Regions from separate parts of the Gossypium arboreum genome. Here region 2 is linked to region 1. Evidence: chromatin contacts called from public Hi-C data. All regions are on one chromosome and are shown on one strand. Each heading gives the region's core, a stretch centred on a gene start, on an enhancer-like site or on the middle of the called end of the contact. The rest is flanking DNA. Distances are from core to core; before and after follow the strand shown.

Region 1 (4,878 bases), core at 1,815-4,314:
GACAGGATATAAGACTTGTCATTTTCCAAAAGAAAGATTGAACAAATGAGTTAACAATTTAATCGAGAAAACTGCTTGGTATGTCTCTTTCACAGTTTTTCAACTGCTAATAAAACAAGAAATATATAAAATATAATATTAGGTTTGAAAATATCTTAAGACTAGTTGATGCTAAGAAAGGTAACGCGAATCACCTGCACCGTAGGTCCAGTTTCCGTAGTTTGAACACGGGTCGTAATCTAGAAGACATGTTTCAAACCATTCTGCTCCCATGCGCCAGTCAATTCCCATGTCACGAACAAGAAAAGAACATACTATCTGCAGGCCATTGATCATGTTGAAAACATGTTTAACAGCTTCTAGGAATTCCAAAAACAAAGATGCTAATTTAAGGATTTGAAAACTGCTGCCGGTCTACTATTCTAAAGGAGAGAAGAAAAAAGAAAAAAAAAGAAAAGAAAGTTTACCTGCCGGCCACGATTTGACATAAATCCAGAAGCTGATAGTTCCTTCATGTTTGCATCTATTAGGGGATAGCTACAAATTTGTAAAATTCTAGTAAATACATAATAAAAGCATAGATATGATAAAATGAAACGTCTACAAGCATGAAGCATATAGGTAGAAAAAACAATATACCCAGTGCAGCCATTTCTCCAGGTTTCAAACATTTTTTGGTCTTGATGCCACCTCTTTTCCACTTTTCTTGGGCCACCTATATTACCCAAATTTGTCAATCAGTATGAAATGACTACCGGTTCAATCGCATTTGTGGAACATTGTTAATACTATTAAAGATTGTAATTGGAGGCCTTTTCACGAAAATGTGGCAAAATGTCTCCATAAGCATTAGTAAACTCCTACAGAAATTAAACTAATTTCAATCTTTACCTAAATGGAAAAGGGAATTTCCATATTTAATCGAAATGAATCTGAAGTAATCCCTCCATATCAATTCAAACAATACCCTGCAACAATGTCCATAGATATTGAGGAAAGAAAAATAAGATTTTAGTGAAGATCAAGCCTCATATGAGATTAAACAATAGATGCCATCCCAATCATGTATATTCCATTTCACAAACTGAAATTTCAAAATTCATCAAGTTTTCTGCCAAGAGCTAGAGCAATAGAAGGTACCAGTATGTGGAGTCATTTGCTTGCCTTTCCTTTTCATATCTCTTTACCTAATAGTATTAATCAGCATACCTGCCTGAGTTATAATCATCGTCTTCATTATATAACATGGTTATTCAATAGCATCAAAGGGGGAAAAAATTAGCAAGTTTTGCTACCTCTTCATATATGAACCGAGGAGAGAGACTTCCTGAAGCAAGCCATGGAGAAAACTTTGTTGAGTAATCAGGCCCTAACATCTCATTCCTTGTCTCCTTGTATATTTTTAACAAGTCCTATATAAGCATGAAAGTGAGACTGATTAAGAAGGCAGCATAATCCAAGCAATTTCTATTTTTACCTCACTAAATCGACTATTCTATGATTCACATAAAAGTAATAAGCCAATTAATCTTGCCTTGTTCCAGAAGTATTCTGTAACTCTGCTCAATGCAGCAGTTTCACCTCCCAAAAATCTCATTCCTTTTACAACCTGTCATAAATGGGGATAGAAATCACTGTAAGCACTAACATTCTCAATGATTATAGCATACTAATTTGTTCAAGTAGTATATATGACATGTCAACTTGCCTTTTCAGAGTGAAGTCCAAGCTGCTCAACTGAAGGAATAATTCCCCAATCATCAACACTAGGAGGTGGACCGAGAGATGTTGGAAGTCTGATGCACCCTCGGATGGTGCATTTAGCTTCGACGGACTGAAAGTAATAACTTTGTCAACAAAATCTAATGTGAAAAACCTCAATGTAATCATTCACACTAGATTAGACTGTAATGAACCCAAAATGATTACAACTTAGCATCGTGCCTTACGGAACTGAGTATATACATCTGGCAAACTGCCGACACTGAATGGAATGTCATCTAAGTGATACAAAGTGCTGCCCCATATAAGTTGTAGCTTAGGGCTGTGGGTTGAACTTGACCTGCTAGAATTCCCTTGGGCAGTTGATAACACCACCTGTCTCAGACCTCGTGCAACCGATCTTTCAACTTGTAGCTCCTCGGAGCAGGTTTCTTTATGAGCATATACCTGAGCAGAGTAGTCTTGGAAGTAAACAGTGTGTAAACACGATGGCTTAGTAATTCTAAGTCATATAGACATTAATATGGTAGGCAGTACTTAACTGTGTGAGCTCCAAAAGCCTTTGTAAGAGAAGGTAGAATGTCCTCTGGTTTCCCATGTTGAATGAGAAGATTAAGGCCCTTCTTCATCAAATTTTTCTTCAAATCAGCCAAGCATTCATTGATAAATTGTGCTCTCAAAGCTAGCACGAAAAAAATGGAAAACAAAAAGAAATAAGGCCCTTAATAAGACTACGAGAATTGCTTCATGTTAGGCTGAGCTACTAAACTAAACGAATGATTTGATGTCAAAGCCAATTTATGATTATGGCCAGTCAATATTTCAAATCAAACGATAATATCCAAAAAGGAAAGCAAGAAACAACAACCCAGAAAGCAGGAAGAAAAGTGATACCTCCAGTCTTAGGGAAACCAAAGTAATAGGTGGTCTGAAAGAGACGAGGATCGATGCAGTAAACAGGCAAAACAGCCTGGGAAGAAACCCAAGCCTTAAACAAAGCCTCGTTGTCTAACACCCTCAAATCATTCCTAAACCAAACAATGGAAACCCCTTTCCCATTCCTCTTCGCTGTGTTTGATAAGTACCTTTCAAAGGTCTTGTCCGCAGTGCTGTCCATTTCATGGGAGTCTAGCCCCGGAACCTGGTACACTGCTGAGGATGCAACAGATTGGGGTTGGGATTTTGAAGCCAAGCTCATGATCCGGAACCTAATTTGAGTAGAATAAATGAGTTTTTTAGTATTCCAAAGTGAAAGCGATGAGAGAGGAAGAATGATATTAACAGCCATATAGCGAGTCGTTGGAGTTTCTAGTTTTATAGTTTCTAACTCTAGCTGGCAAAGCAAATCTTTAAGGACTTAAGAAGTTAACACGTGGACATGATGGACGTGGCGTTCTCTGAACCAGAGGATAAGTCTTAATTGATTTGTATCATCGTCGCCTCTGCCAGTCGTTGGAGAGCAGAACAGAACAACAGGTTACATTACAATGGTTGAATTACCTAGTTGATACCGGGCTGAATTCACAAAAAGAAAATTTAACATCAGAATTAAATTATATACGTTTATGATAAGTAAAATTATAATTATAATTTTTATAATTTATATTTTATAATTTTTAAAATGTTTTATCCGTCTCTTTAGATCTGTTCTTGGTTGATTCCTAATTTTTACAACACATTTATTTTAGTCATCAAAATAAAATTTTGTTATTTCCTCAATCAACTTTTAAAGTGTTTTTATCTGTACACACAACATAATATTTATACTTTCATTTTAGTTATCTAATTTTAAATCGCTTTCATTTTTGTCATCTAAATTTTTTTAAAGTATTGATCAGGATAAAAAATTAAGAACTAAAGTGAAAAACAGTAGAAATTAAAATAATACATTAAAAATTATTAAATTATACTTTTTACCTATTTTTGAAAATTCTAAATTTCTTTTTTAATATTAGAAAATTTTAATTTTAAAACATCAAAATTAATTAAATAGATTATTGAAAAATCATCTCTTAATAGTGACAGTCAATTTGTTACTATAAAAATAAAATTAATTAATTCAATGTCCTAAAACTAAAATTTTATTTTTCAACTTAAATAACTCATTTTTAATAATTGTCTACAAAATTCAAATTCATTTTGATTATATGATCTTAAATCTTGGATGCTAAGCTAAAACAAAGAATAGTCGTTACAATTAATTAAATTAATTAATTTTATCTTTCACACCAAACAAAACCTACAAATATTTTCATCATTGTTTTACCCAACAAGTAATTAATTTAATTAATTGCACGAATTTTTCTTTGCTTTTAACTTAGCATGAAGATTCAAGAATATGTAATTTAAAGAAATTTTAAGTTCGACAAATAATTATTAAATATGAGTTATTTAAATTTATTTTATTTAGCATAATCAGTAAACATAAAATAAAATTTTAAAATTTAGAAGAGAATAAATTAATTAATTTTTAATTTCATTATTATAGTAACAAACCGTTGACATTATTAAGGGATAAAAATTTTAAAAATTTATTTAATTGATTTTGATGTTCTGAAATTTAAAATTTTAAAACTGATAAGAAAATTTTAAACTTTTCAGCAACGGAAAAAACAAATGCTATTTGCCAACTTTTAATGCATTATTTTAGTTTCTTTTTTCTTTTCACTTTAATCCGTAAAAAAAAATTTAATCTAGATCAAGAGTTAAAAAAATTATTTCTTTGTGACCAAAATAAAAACGACCTAGTGCCACGGGTTGCTCATGGGAGCCTACAACCATGACACATTCGTGTGATCAATCATCTTTAAGAGAGGTCATTTGGCCCAATTAGATTGGTCCGTTGCTTGGAAAGATTGAAAACCCATCTACAAAACATTGCAAATATGGAACGTGATTTTTGAAGATATGTAACCTTCAATATGATATGTAATATTAGAAAATATGATTTTATAATCTTAGAGATTTGATTTGTAGATAGTTTTTAATCCTAACAATTGATGTATTTTGATCTATACAGTTGATTTTGGGAGGACTCAACTATAAATAGAGATTTCTCTCCCTCATTGTAATTCATTCAGTGAGTAATATAATTCTTGAGAGTATTCACTCAAACATTCTCTGTAGTGTTCTTGCTTTTTTGTGGCTTTATTCATC
Region 2 (4,779 bases), core at 393-2,892, 250 kb after region 1:
TTGGGCGGCGAAAACATGCTTGTTGTCAAAAAGAATTAGAGAGGCAACCATTTGTGAGAAAGTAATCCGAACTAATAAAATATGATATAATTAAAAAATAATTTGTAAGGTGAGAATATCGATAAATTTAGAACAAAAAGATTGAGAGAGTTGAGAAAGTTTGAGATGTAATAATAAAATATTTATTTGATCATTGAAGTTATCTGTTGTGCTCATCCACCACATACCTCCCCAAATTTGCATCCCTTTGTCCATTGTCAATGATGGGGAAGTGTTTTGAGATGTAAACTAAAGTGGATAAATCGGTTGAGAAGACAAGTATAATCGGGACTATCTATATATGAAATTGTAAACATTTTTTATGTTTTGTAATTTTCTATATTTTATGATTTTTGCACTTTTCATTTTTAATAGTTTTAATAATTTTCTATATTTTAAACATTTTTCATAACATTTACAATTTTTATTTTTCTTAATTATATAAATTTTTATTATACTATTTTTATAATTTTTGCAATTTTTATAATTTAAAAAATTAATAATTTATATTTATAATTTTATAATTATTTAATGATTTTAAATATAAAATATCAGTTTTACTATTTGGCACATACGATCTTACTATGTCACATGGTAAAAACACTAAAAAAAAGGAGTTGTTGTTACTCTATAACGATTGACATTTAACTTTAATTGTTAAATGACTTAATTGATTGTAATTTTAATACTCAAATGTTTAATTGAAAGGAAAAAAGTAAAAGTACTTAAGAACTTTTAAAACCTTTTAACCAAATTTTTATTAGCACTATATTTGAATAATGAAAATAAGTGATATATTTTTTATGTTTATTATTTATTATTTTGAATAATATTGTTTTGTTTTGTTTTTTTTTTTTAATAATAAGAAGGTCAAAGGGCTTGGTGCATCAGCAAAACATGTTGAACCACGAAATCCTCGATCATAAATACTAGCTTCACACTATTCACTTCTTCGGGTGGTACTTTTAGGACATGCTTTGTACTAACATTATATTGCATATTAAATATCTTAAAAACTTTTTAATTATGAATTGAATTTTTTTTATCATGGATAAATTTTAAAATTATATATAAATTTTGGATAAATGTATAAGATTATATATGAAATTTGATTTTGTGTATTTTTATACGTGAGATCTTCATTTGATTTGATTTTTATAAATCACTTACACAATTATCATTATAAAATATTTCAAGGTTACATATTACATACATAAATTAATTAATGTATTTATTTATTTAAATATGTATAATTGAATCAAAAGTAAAGTTTTATATATATATATATATATATATTTGAACCATAATAAAAGTTTTATGTATCAAATTGCATATTAAATCAAAGTATATGTATTTTTTATTATAATATTATATTTTAATTATATTTAACAATTTACTTTATCCTAATTACAATAATTAAAAACACAATACAGATTTAGAAATTAATATTATAAAAAAGAAATGGAGGAATTATGTTAAATTAAACTAAAAGAGTTAGATCCAAATTTTAATATATCAGAGAGACTAAAATGCGTAACTTTTAATTTAAAGAAAGATAAAAGAAGAGGATAGGAAAAGTCCGTAGAGATTGGGGAGACAAATGTGTGAAGTGAAGAAAAGAGAAAGAAGCGGCGCGTGGCGGGTCAAAGCGGGCAAGAAGAAGGACCAGCCCATGCGGGTCCCACCGCCCAACCCTCCTTGGTGCTCTTCTCCTTTTTTTCATTCGGCTTACTATATATTCCCAAGGGGCAGCCTCCTCTTCCCTCACTTAACACCTATATAAACTCACCAACTCTAACCCACACTCCATTCATTTACGTTTCTAATACCCAAAAGGTCAGAAAAAAACTGGGATACGTCTCTCATTTTTCTTCCTAGACTTTTTTGTTAGTATTTTACTCTGAATGTGAGTATTTAAGCGTTTCTTTGGCGTTTCCTTTATTTTTTACAATTCCAATACCTTCTTCCATTAGTCCCTGCTGCTTCAACCACTAAGCTTAGAAGATGGGAGGCGAAAAAGGCATCAGTCTTGAGGAGATCAAAAACGAGTCCGTTGATCTGGTATTCTCTTTTCTTTCACATAAATCTTTTTAATTCCAATACATGCATGCTGGTTTCTGTTTGGTTTTCTCTATCACTGAAAAGCGATTTTATATATATATTCGAATCTAGTTTCCCGTTTTCAATCGAAACAGGGGAATCTTTCCATTACTTTTTGGTTAACTGATAAGATTTCATCATGCGTGATTTTTTTTTTTTGGGTTCATTATCATGGGTGATTCAAACGGTGCTTTTTCTCAACTTTTATGAATTTTAACCAAACAGAGTGAAAAAAAATGATTTCCCTTGTTTTCCTTTGTTTGTATATGAAGAGTCAAGATTTACGAGTCAAATAATATTATTTCTTCCGTTTTCAAGAATTTCGTGCACACCAAACATGTTTTAGCGACACGCTTGGTTACGATTTGCCGTTACTTTTTATGATATTTAAAGCTTAATTCTATCTTTTTTTTTCTTCGATTTAAATAGCTCGATATTATATATCTTTCTGATAAGATTTTCTACCATATTTCTATCTCATAAATAGACATTCCATCGTTTCACTCTCTGTATACCATATATTTATCATTAACTTTAAACAAGTTATTAATATCAGGATATTTTTAAAAGTATCATCTAATATACGGTCAGTGAAAATTTTAATTTTACTAACTTCTGTCAGTGTGAAATAATTTTTGCTATTATTAATTTCACATATGCGCTTCCCGTTGGGCAAGTAGAGTTTTCCGCTTTTGAATTATTTTAGTTGACTTTTCCTTTGGAATTAGCTAATAAGTACCTTTTTATTATATAATATTCGGGGGGGGGGGGAAGTATCTAATTCTTTAACAGCTTTTGGTGAGGGTTTTCACTAGTGTGAATGGCCGTATCAGAGGGTCATATTATGTCTAATCTTACGCCTATTCCTAAATAAAGTTCTATTAAAATTAGTTATTTCAAAATTGATGGGCTTTTTGACTTTAATACGGCTTTTTGAAATGCAAATTGAGAAAATGATATTCCCTCCTATGTGTTTGGATTTGGTTTGTTTAATCATGTCGGTCACTTTGATCAACTTCAATTTCACATAGGTGTGAATTCTTGGATTTTCTCTACAAAAATTAACTATAGTAAAAAGTTCGAAAATTTTAACTATTCATACGAGTAGGAGTAACTTGGGTCAGTTAAATCTTTATTCAGCTGCAATCGATTGAAAATTTATTTAATTCTTTTTGAGATTAAAGACAATAATAATCTGCAGTTCATGCACGGATGACAACCAAAATCAACAAACATACTCCGTAAGTGCATTTTCTATCGTTTGGCTAAATGATAATTGTTTACAGGAACGGATTCCTATTGAGGAAGTTTTCGAGCAACTGAAATGTTCGAGGGAAGGCTTGTCAACCGAGGAAGGCAACAATCGCCTTCAAGTCTTTGGACCAAACAAACTAGAGGAGAAAAAGGTTCATGCCATAAACCACTTGCATATGAGTTCGTACATTTTCAGCTTGTATATTTATGCATGACATAGTATGCTACTCTGCAAACAGGAGAGCAAGGTGCTCAAGTTCTTGGGTTTTATGTGGAACCCTTTGTCGTGGGTCATGGAAGCTGCTGCTATAATGGCTATTGCCCTGGCAAATGGTGATGGAAGGCCTCCGGACTGGCAGGACTTCGTTGGTATCATTGTCTTGTTGGTCATCAACTCCACCATAAGTTTTATTGAAGAAAATAATGCTGGTAACGCTGCAGCTGCTCTCATGGCTAATCTTGCTCCGAAAACTAAGGTGAAAATTATACATTCAGCAACCCAACAGTTTGTCGAATCATCTGTCTTATTTTAATCATGTCCTTGTAACATAATATAGGTTCTTAGAGATGGCCGATGGAGTGAGCAAGAAGCAGCAATTCTAGTTCCAGGGGACATTATCACTATTAAATTGGGAGACATAGTTCCTGCTGATGCTCGTCTTCTAGAGGGTGATCCTTTGAAGATTGATCAATCTGCTCTTACTGGGGAGTCTCTTCCTGTTACGAAGAATCCATCAGATGAAGTATTTTCCGGCTCAACATGTAAACAGGGTGAAATAGAAGCAGTCGTTATTGCAACTGGTGTTCACACCTTCTTTGGGAAAGCTGCCCACCTAGTGGACAGCACCAATCAAGTTGGGCATTTCCAGAAAGTGCTTACAGCCATTGGTAATTTCTGCATTTGCTCAATTGCTGTTGGAATAATCGTTGAGCTAATAGTCATGTACCCGATACAGCATCGCAAGTATAGAGATGGAATTGACAATATGCTAGTTCTCTTGATTGGTGGAATCCCAATTGCTATGCCCACGGTGTTGTCTGTCACCATGGCTATTGGTTCCCACAGGCTTTCTCAACAAGGGGCTATCACAAAGAGAATGACAGCCATTGAGGAAATGGCTGGCATGGACGTTCTCTGCAGTGATAAGACTGGGACTCTTACTTTAAACAAACTTACTGTTGATAGAAACCTCATTGAAGTATTTACAAAGGGAGTCGAAAAAGAGCATGTTATTCTTTATGCAGCAAGGGCTTCAAGGACTGAAAATCAGGATGCTATTGATGCTGCAATTGTAGGAATGCTTGCAGATCCAAAGGAGGTAAATTATTTTTTTCTGCATGTCTTTCTTCTATTATATTTAGGATTGGGTCCAAGAATTCTTTAGT

Evidence for each region. Hi-C and Micro-C count contacts between places; a contact is called where the count stands out from the background.
Region 2: a contact with region 1 is called in a Hi-C map of leaf, with 5 times the contacts expected there. The contact joins the promoter of LOC108486256 here to the promoter of LOC108484363 in region 1. A contact is called at or near these places in 2 of 5 Hi-C or Micro-C datasets (both in leaf).

Annotation. Positions count from the first base shown.
Region 1 is chr6:90,865,140-90,870,017 of ASM2569848v2, forward strand. It overlaps LOC108484363 (cryptochrome DASH, chloroplastic/mitochondrial), which reads right to left and starts at 3,065. Exons shown (of 13, transcript XM_017788121.2): 1 at 2,617-3,065; 2 at 2,265-2,404; 3 at 1,945-2,169; 4 at 1,709-1,834; 5 at 1,535-1,609; 6 at 1,296-1,412; 7 at 1,141-1,187; 8 at 892-968; 9 at 640-715; 10 at 468-537; 11 at 195-318. The coding sequence starts at 3,010.
Region 2 is chr6:91,121,223-91,126,001 of ASM2569848v2, forward strand. It overlaps LOC108486256 (plasma membrane ATPase 4-like), which reads left to right and starts at 1,643. Exons shown (of 16, transcript XM_017790215.2): 1 at 1,643-2,100; 2 at 3,426-3,545; 3 at 3,633-3,869; 4 at 3,951-4,712. The coding sequence starts at 2,044.